3 separate regions of the Gossypium hirsutum genome follow, and regions 1 and 3 are each linked to region 2. The links are chromatin contacts, called in public Hi-C maps. All regions are on one chromosome and are shown on one strand. Each heading gives the region's core, a stretch centred on a gene start, on an enhancer-like site or on the middle of the called end of the contact. The rest is flanking DNA. Distances are from core to core; before and after follow the strand shown. Region 1 holds the start of LOC107890468. Region 2 holds the start of LOC107895058 (sister chromatid cohesion 1 protein 4). Region 3 holds the start of LOC107939038 (far upstream element-binding protein 2).

Region 1 (2,700 bases), core at 62-2,561, 850 kb before region 2:
CATGATAAAATGCGCAATAAACTGCATCAATGTGTTCTATTTGAGTTATACAGTGTTATCATCCATAATCACACCCAGAGAATCATTAATTGAGCACACTATAGTTTTAAGGAACTTAAACAGGTGCCAAGAATTCCTGAAATGTATAATGAGTATAGTTCAAACACTAGATTCCTTTGTACTAGGTGTAACAGATTAGCACTAAATAAGCATCATTCCAGTTTATCTAAGTAAATAACCAAAAGAAAAATGATCTGATAACAAATGTTAATTTGATGCTTTTGCTACTTTCTTTCATTCGGAAAGATAAAAATGAGTAGAGCATTTCACACATAAATAAGTAATCTTTTAGGGTAATTAAAATTTAATCAAATATAGGGAATTAGCTTTGAATCATTGAAGTTTGGGTTTCAACATATCTTCTGAAAGCAAAAAGCCTCAGGAATCGACAGCACAATTGTTAATACCAAAAATATCCCAATGCTGAAAGTTAAAACGTAAATTTTATTAAAAAGATACTAAACCCCACCACTGATTGCTTTCAGTCTTTTTTTGTTGTTGTTGTGGCTAAATAGAACTCAAATTTCTGCATATTTCAACCCTTTCAAAAGTAAATTTGCTTTTATAATTGCATCTTCTAAAATCAACATATTCTCAGCTTGGAACATGTTAATAATAGTAATGGAAATGAGATCAATTCAAATATCAATAAAACAAAAAGAAAAATGAAGATCAAATTAGTGAAAAGAGACGACAAGAAAATTACAGTGGAATCGGAAGAAGAGGATGAGGAAAGGTGAGGCCAAGAGCAAGAGAAGAGAAAGGGCATGTAAAAGGAGAACATCTCGCCGTAAAGGATGGTTGCAGTCCATATTAGGCATAGAAGCAGAGTCAATTTCTCGTGCCCTTTCATCTACTCTTTCTTTCTTGCTCGGATTCACTTAAGAAACCCTTTGGCGTTGAATGTTTGATCTACAACTGGATAATAAAGGTTTTCGGTGGGACGATGGAGAGAGAAAGAGACTCGGCCACGAGATCCGGCGGATCAGTGCAGTAAAGCCTGAGCCTAACAAGATCACCACAGAGTCAAGACATAAACAAGCGTTCAGATACGCTTTTTTTTTCTTCTTTTTTCCCTTTATTTTTGTTAGACACAGTAGACTATGTTACGACTTGGGCAGGTATGCGGGATGCTCGTCAGCTATGGTAAGATTTGTCGGTTAAAACTTAACAGTAAACCAACCCCTCAGGCTCAGGATTTTCTTCGCTTTTTTTATTGTCATAAAGAACATTGATAGATTAATTAAACATAACTCTGATGGACTCGGCACGCATAATGGGTAATAAATAGTTCGGTGGCTGTCGACAACAAAAGTGAAAAGTCCACGATTAGAGGATATTAACTAGGCTACTTAAGGGTATACAAAAAGGGATTCATCAAATTTTTGTTACAAATCAAACTAATAACAACCGAACCATCAAGCTCTACAATAATATTAGCTATCTTCTTGTCCCTAACAAGCATTAGACTACTTTTAAAAGTTTAAAACTCCGCTTGAACACTCATAACATGTGAGATATAACTATAAACTCTAATAACCTAATTTATTATATTATCTCCAATGATCATATGTGTTTTTGCCTTTCCAAGATTAGCAAGAACAAAACTATCTGTGTTTAGTTTAAATCATCTTGAGAGGGATGGTTATTATTTGATATCTATTATTGTAAGTAGTTTATATCTATGAAGAGGTGTAGATAGAGCATGAAATTCTACAACTTTAGAAAGAGTTATGGAGCTACTTGATTTGTCTCGACTCTTTCATGAAAAATGACGACATTTTGAGACAATTAAATTTATCATAACATAGAAGCAAAAATCACTTTCTAAGAAATTCTATAGAGATGATGCCAATTCTTGTCATTTTTCTCTAATCATTCGTGAAGCATAATATTATTTACGCTTTAGTTAGTCTCCCTTGGCCAAATTCAATTCTATCATTGTTTTATAACTGCATAGTCTCTTAGTAAGTGGCTAAGTGTTTCTAGTGTGTTAGGCATAATGAACTCTTGTCCTCTATATTTATTCCCCTACTACCAAAGAATGCTCTGGTTGGGACAATTTAAAGGAAACATTTCCAAAGAAAGATTCGTATTTTAGGAAAGACTTTAGATTTCCCAATAAGCTTTCACTAGGGTAAAGAGTTAAAGTGGTTTTCAACACTAGGATTCCTTCTATTCACAATAGAAGTGTTAGCACTAGCCATAGTGAAACTATTTATAGGATTTAGATTCCAACATAAAGTTTCATTTCCATGGGCCACTAAAAGTCTTGGTGTACTAAAGAACTAATTCAAACATGTTAGGAGTAAGTGTATTAAGGGTGTCATTATTACCCTCCCTAAAGGCTTTATTAATCATTTCATTTTTTTCACAAAACATTGTTTAAAAAAAAGTACTTATTTGAAAACCTTAATATTAAATTTGAGCATTTAACCAATTCAATATACAGTAATTCAAGGAAAACATGGGGATGGAAATAAATAGTACAAATTCATATATTTATAAATTTGGATAATATTTAGATTTAGATATTCAAATTATTAGTAATAAGGGATTCAAAGAAAATATGAATATTAACCTTTGGATATCCATTATGTAAATCTATTTTGTTTTTTGTTTTTTTTTTTTTTTTGCAGA
Region 2 (2,700 bases), core at 201-2,700:
ACAAGGAAGAAGCATAAAAGGCCTAAAAGATTAACTTATGCATAACTAAGAACAAAAAGGATAATGCTACGAACTTAAGAAAAATATTTCTATTAATAAATGGGAATTTGTGCAAGAAATTTTCAGTTTCAAGAACCAGTAGGCAACAGAGACCGATATCAGAAGCAAGGTATTGGCATTTCCACCCTGCTCCACAATTGTCAAGAGAACCCATGTTTTACCAAATTGACAGTTTCATTTCATCAAGCACGCTGATTTTCACGCTAACCTGGTATTTAAAATTTTCAATTCATAAATACCACTTCTACTAATGGATGTTTAACAGTTGAAACTACTTTTATTTCATCAAGCTTATAGAAATACTTAATAAACTTAGAACTATGCATGACCATCATTAATTCCAGATGTTGGTTTAATAAATCAAATGTCAAGAAAAGAAAAGAGCATACTAATAGGACAAATAAGAAAGGAAATTCTAACTACTTCTTGCTATTTAGTTCCTCATAAAGTAGTTAAAACTAAATCGGAAATATGCAAAATCATAATTGATTAAAAAAAGGAAACAATGACTGAAAAAGCAGTACCAATTATGAAGTAAATATGCTTCTCGTATTAAAGTAAAATCATATAAATTTCTCACCCGAAAGATTGCAGTTCAATGTAGCACAAGCAATAACCAAAGAGTGAATAAATAAATTCTGATTCAGCATAAAAGAAGAACATATCCACACAGACTATATTAATCTAACCTTAAGAAGACTAAGATATTGCTCTATTAAGTGGAAAAGGATAGATTAAGTCCAAAGTAGACTTAAAAGGTACTAACCAACAGAAACACCGATGTCCGTATCCGCCACCTGATTCTTGCGGAGTTTCCTCTCCAGATGGGCAGCTATCCATATCGTCCCCAATGGACCTTTCTTCGCCAATATAAACTGTGAATAAAACATTTCTCGCCTAATACAAACCCTATTTCTTCATACAATGTAACCAAGCCCTATTATTTAAGCTTAAAATTAGATCTTTCAGTAAGAATTCAACAAACTGGCAAAGCTCACAAGAGAAGAGAAACCCTAAATTTCAAATTCCACAACAGAACCCTTGACTTTCCACTTCTAGCAGCGGAAATGAACAAATTAAGTTCAGAATATCCCTAAAAATCAATAGCAACAAGGAAACCTTTACAAATCTCAGTCCACCAAACAACCAGTGAAACCCTCCCAAAACTCCGTAAAGGGACCCATTTCCGCTTAATTACAGAACCGCCACTCAGGAGAAGTTCAAAATTTGTGAAGTTTCAGTTTGCAGAATCACCAGTTGAGTCGGATCGGACAGACGCAGATCAATTGGAGACTGGGAAAGAAAAACAGAAGGGAAAGCGCTAATTTTAGTAAATGCTTTTTTGTAATAAGAAATTAATTTCGAAATTCAACTTTGGTTTTGTGTTCGTCGTTGTATTAGTGCAGGTATGTTGGAAACGTGGCGCTCTTTCACTGGCTGGTTAATTTTGAATTTTATGACTTCTCCAGTACGTTTTGTCAAAGGCGTAGCCTATCCCTCCATTCTTTTTTGTTTGTGAACCAATCTCTTTCATTAGAAAGGTACAAAACGAGAAAAACGGGGGCCAAACTCATCCCATATCGGTTTAATTTGATTTATTCCCATTAGCTTATTTAATTTATGCGATTCATTAAGCATTAAATTTAACCTAAAACCCAATTACTCGTATTAAATCAACACAAACATAAAATAACTTTACTAATTATTAAATTATAAAAATAACTCAATCTAATTATTTATTTAAATCTAAATATAAAATTAAATCATTAATTATAAAATAACCAAATTACTTAATTTCAATAAATCACCGAAATTACCTTAAAAAAACCTAACCCAATTAATTACCCAAATATAAAATTAAATTACTAAATATGGCAAAATAAGGCTTATAGGCCAATCTTTTTTATTAAATTAGAGTTTTGGACCGGTTTTAATTTTAATTAGGGTTATAGGCCGATTTTTTAAAAAACGTGTCCAGTTACGGTCAAATCCCAATACCTTTTTGAACGTTGCCGCAAACGGTAAAAAAAATAAAACTCTGACAGTAACTTTTTTTACCCTATAAATACCCTTCAAATTTTATTTTTTTCATTCATATCCTTTTCTCAACTCTCTCAATTTTGTCAAATTCTCTCAAACCCTCTCAAGTCTCTCAACTCTCTCATTTTAAATAATTCTTTATATTTTTATATTAAAATATTATTTTTTAATTATCTCGTTTTTATTCTTTTAAACTGATTTCTTACGAATGGTCGCCTCATTAATTGGCTTCGACGACAAGCACATTTTCGCTGCCAATTAGTAATAGTAAGACCGAAACTTAAATTTCATTAATTTCAATAATGTTAAATTTAATTTTTTATTATAATTATATTTTTGTGTGTGTGTAAATAGGCAGATGATCGTGTTCTAGAGGGCTTCATCCATAATATAGGAAAGCATGCAATTCCTAAAATTCGTGGCCACCTGCAAGTAGCTAGATTCTTATATGCGTCTAACATGTCTGGGGGCTGCAAACTCAATTTGCAACTAATTAGTGCATTGGTGGAGAGATGGAGGCTTGAAACATACACTTTCCATCTTCCATGCGATGAGTGTACAATCACACTCGAAGACGTGGTGCTACAACTCAGTCTACTA
Region 3 (2,833 bases), core at 284-2,783, 560 kb before region 2:
AGTAAGGCATTGCTTGGATTACAAGATATTTTTGGAATGTGTGTACACTGAAAAAGGTAGACGTCACCAAAGAAAGAACAATAAATGCAGATAAAACATTAAAGGTAGTTTAGACACATAATGAGGGGATTTTTATTAAAAAATGTAATTTAATAGATGACATCCACCTTAAGAGAGAAGAATAAAAAGACCTACATTATTGGGAAAAAAAATTTAAAAAAGGATTGTCTATTTGACACGGGACCAAACAGATTATAGTGCAAAAAGGGATTGTTGAAATGTTTGTTGAAGTAACTACGAAAAAATCAACTTCAGTTTACACCCAGTTCAAACAATTTACAATGAGACAGCCTAAAATTTTGGCCAGCATACCTTCGCATTAGGAACCTCCATTTTGCGCGTAATAGTTGTACCATCATCAACCTCCTGCTGAGGCAAGTCATCAGAAGGTTGCTTATTATCCTCTTTAGCAGGTTCTTGACCGTTATCTGCCTCAAAACTCTCAACTTTACCTAACTCAGCATCAGCAGTTTCAGGATTATCTGCAGACTGCCCATCTGTTTCCTCTGCAGTTCCTTCATATTGCTCAGGTTTTACAGTTTCTTCAGCCTCCTTTGCAGGAGAATCACCATCCTCTGCTTGCTTGTTAAGCTCATTTTGCTGCAAACCCTCCTCTTCCTCCTTGGCAGGTTCATGCGATTTCTCAGCTTCAAATCCATTCTCACTGGCTGTTATTTTAAGCATAAAGACCATGGAATCAGAATAGTTAGATATGCAAAGCAATAAAAATATGAACTAGCCATAAACCATGTTTTGTTTTGATATCACTGTTGCTATTTGTTTTTGCTTTCTGCACAAAATTGGAAAGGGAAAAAAAAAACAAGGTGTTCACTCATAGGCTCCATCAAATATTGGCTCTTGATTTTAGCAATTTTTAAACATGTAAAAATAAATGATAGAAAAAGAAAAATTAGTAAAGTAACAACCAAGCGGAGCCTTAATCTTCTCACTTCGTATTCACCTAGCACATAAAACTCGCAATTCCTGAACATCTTCAGTTTTCCAAAAAAGCTGTTTTACCATAGAAAAGTTTCAATTAACCCTAAAGCTACAATCATTTAAGCCCTCAAATCATTTCCTAATATAGTACATAAACCCCAAAAAAAGGGAACATGTTCATTACCCAAGCCATCGGTTTTATCGTCGTCGAGCCTAGGGCGTTTTGCCTCGGACAAATCAGATGGTGCAGCATCGTTATCTTGGGCATCAGGGTCTAAAGCAGAGTCCCGAGGCATGTTGTCGGCATGGGGGTCGTGGGGCTCAACATCCTCGAGTTTTCGCTTAAGATCGGAAGGGACGGGGCTGGGTGCAGGGGCTACGGCCTCTTCCTCCGCCATCAAAATGTACGGAAAAGGAGAAGTAATCTAGGGTTTGGAGAAAAGAGCAGAAATAGCGAAGAAATGGAAGTGTTGGATGAGGATGCTAGTGTGTAAGAGATAAAAGATCGTGTTTGTATGTCATGTATTACATTAGGGTTTAAGGCCAATTTATAGCTGCAAAATATCACATTTCACATTTCGCAATTTCTTTTATTTCTTTGGCCCACTCTCCAGTCTTCTTTTTATTTTCTTGAAAAAAAAAATCTTTAGGTGTGAGAAAATATTTTTGTTTTTCTTTATTTCCCAAAATTGGATTTTTTATATTTAAATTTAAATTATTTTTGTTTTTATTTATCTGTTTTTTAAATTTTAAAAAATAAACTATTTTTTAAAAAGGAAGAAGTTTTCTTTAGTAATTTAAATAAATAATAATAGAAAATAATTAAAAATCAACACCTGTCATTTTTTACTAAATTTTTTTGTGAATCCCTAATTTAAGAAGCTATAAATAGGCAAATAAATTTGTTAATTTTTTGCAATAAACAAAAATAAGTTATGATGTTTGTTCTTTACAGTATATCCTACATAATGGTTGCCAACTTATTGAGATTTGAAGGACATGTAGCCCAAAGTGTAGTTACATTAGAGTATTCTTGTATTACTTAGCTTCGCAACAATATGAGTATAGGTCCACTTGACGAGAGAATCCTGCTTTAATTAAGGGGCATTGATTTCTATCACACAAGTCAAATTGAGAGAGTTACTTACATTTTGTCATTCTTATCCACTCTGATTAAACGATGGAGACCGAAGACCCATATGTTTCATCCCTTATACGGCTAGGCGATAATAAAACTGGAAGATGTAGCATTGCTAACAAGGCTTCTAGAAGACGAGCATATTGTGATGGGAAGCTTTGAATTTAATCTACAAGATAACCTTTATGCAAAGTTCAGAACTGATACAAACCTTTCGGTGGATTTCAAATGGCACCAAGTGAAGTTAGATTAGTTGAAGAAGTGACTTAGGAATCTCCTAGGGAATTCAACATCCATTTAGATCGATTGCCATGCTCGAGCATACATTCTTCACCTAATCGGAGGTGTGTTGATGATAGAAAATCCTGGCAACTTAGTTCATACCTTGTACTTCCCATTTTTATCTAACTTTTAAATTGTTGGTACATATAGTTGGGACCCTGCCATTTTACCTATATAAAGCATTGTGCAAGAGGTGTAAAGTGCGGAGTAAGGAAGTGAATGGATGCCTTGTGATTTTACAATTGTGGAAGTAGTATCAACTTTTGCTCATAGACTTCTACCATCTAAACCTTTTAGCTTCCCACTAGCCAGAAGGTAAGTAGAACCCTAAACCATGAAATCAATGTTTATAGCCTAAATGTCTTATATTTGTAATAACATTATGTAATTTAATAGATAGTCTAAGTAATGTGA

The links. A called contact is a pair of places that touch in the nucleus more often than the background predicts.
Region 1: a Hi-C map of leaf shows a contact between it and region 2, with 1.9 times the contacts expected there. The contact joins the promoter of LOC107890468 here to the promoter of LOC107895058 in region 2. A contact is called at or near these places in 2 of 34 Hi-C or Micro-C datasets (both in leaf).
Region 3: a Hi-C map of leaf shows a contact between it and region 2, with 2.5 times the contacts expected there. The contact joins the promoter of LOC107939038 here to the promoter of LOC107895058 in region 2. A contact is called at or near these places in 6 of 34 Hi-C or Micro-C datasets (callus, hypocotyl, leaf and 1 more).

What each region holds. Positions count from the first base shown.
Region 1 is chrA13:82,187,399-82,190,098 of Gossypium_hirsutum_v2.1, reverse strand. It overlaps LOC107890468, which reads right to left and starts at 1,311. Exons shown (of 12, transcript XM_041084708.1): 1 at 767-1,311. The coding sequence starts at 913.
Region 2 is chrA13:81,338,587-81,341,286 of Gossypium_hirsutum_v2.1, reverse strand. LOC107895058 (sister chromatid cohesion 1 protein 4) reads right to left here and starts at 1,450. Exons shown (of 15, transcript XM_016820258.2): 1 at 827-1,450. The coding sequence starts at 950.
Region 3 is chrA13:81,893,544-81,896,376 of Gossypium_hirsutum_v2.1, reverse strand. It overlaps LOC107939038 (far upstream element-binding protein 2), which reads right to left and starts at 1,533. Exons shown (of 7, transcript XM_016872324.2): 1 at 1,184-1,533; 2 at 373-728. The coding sequence starts at 1,397.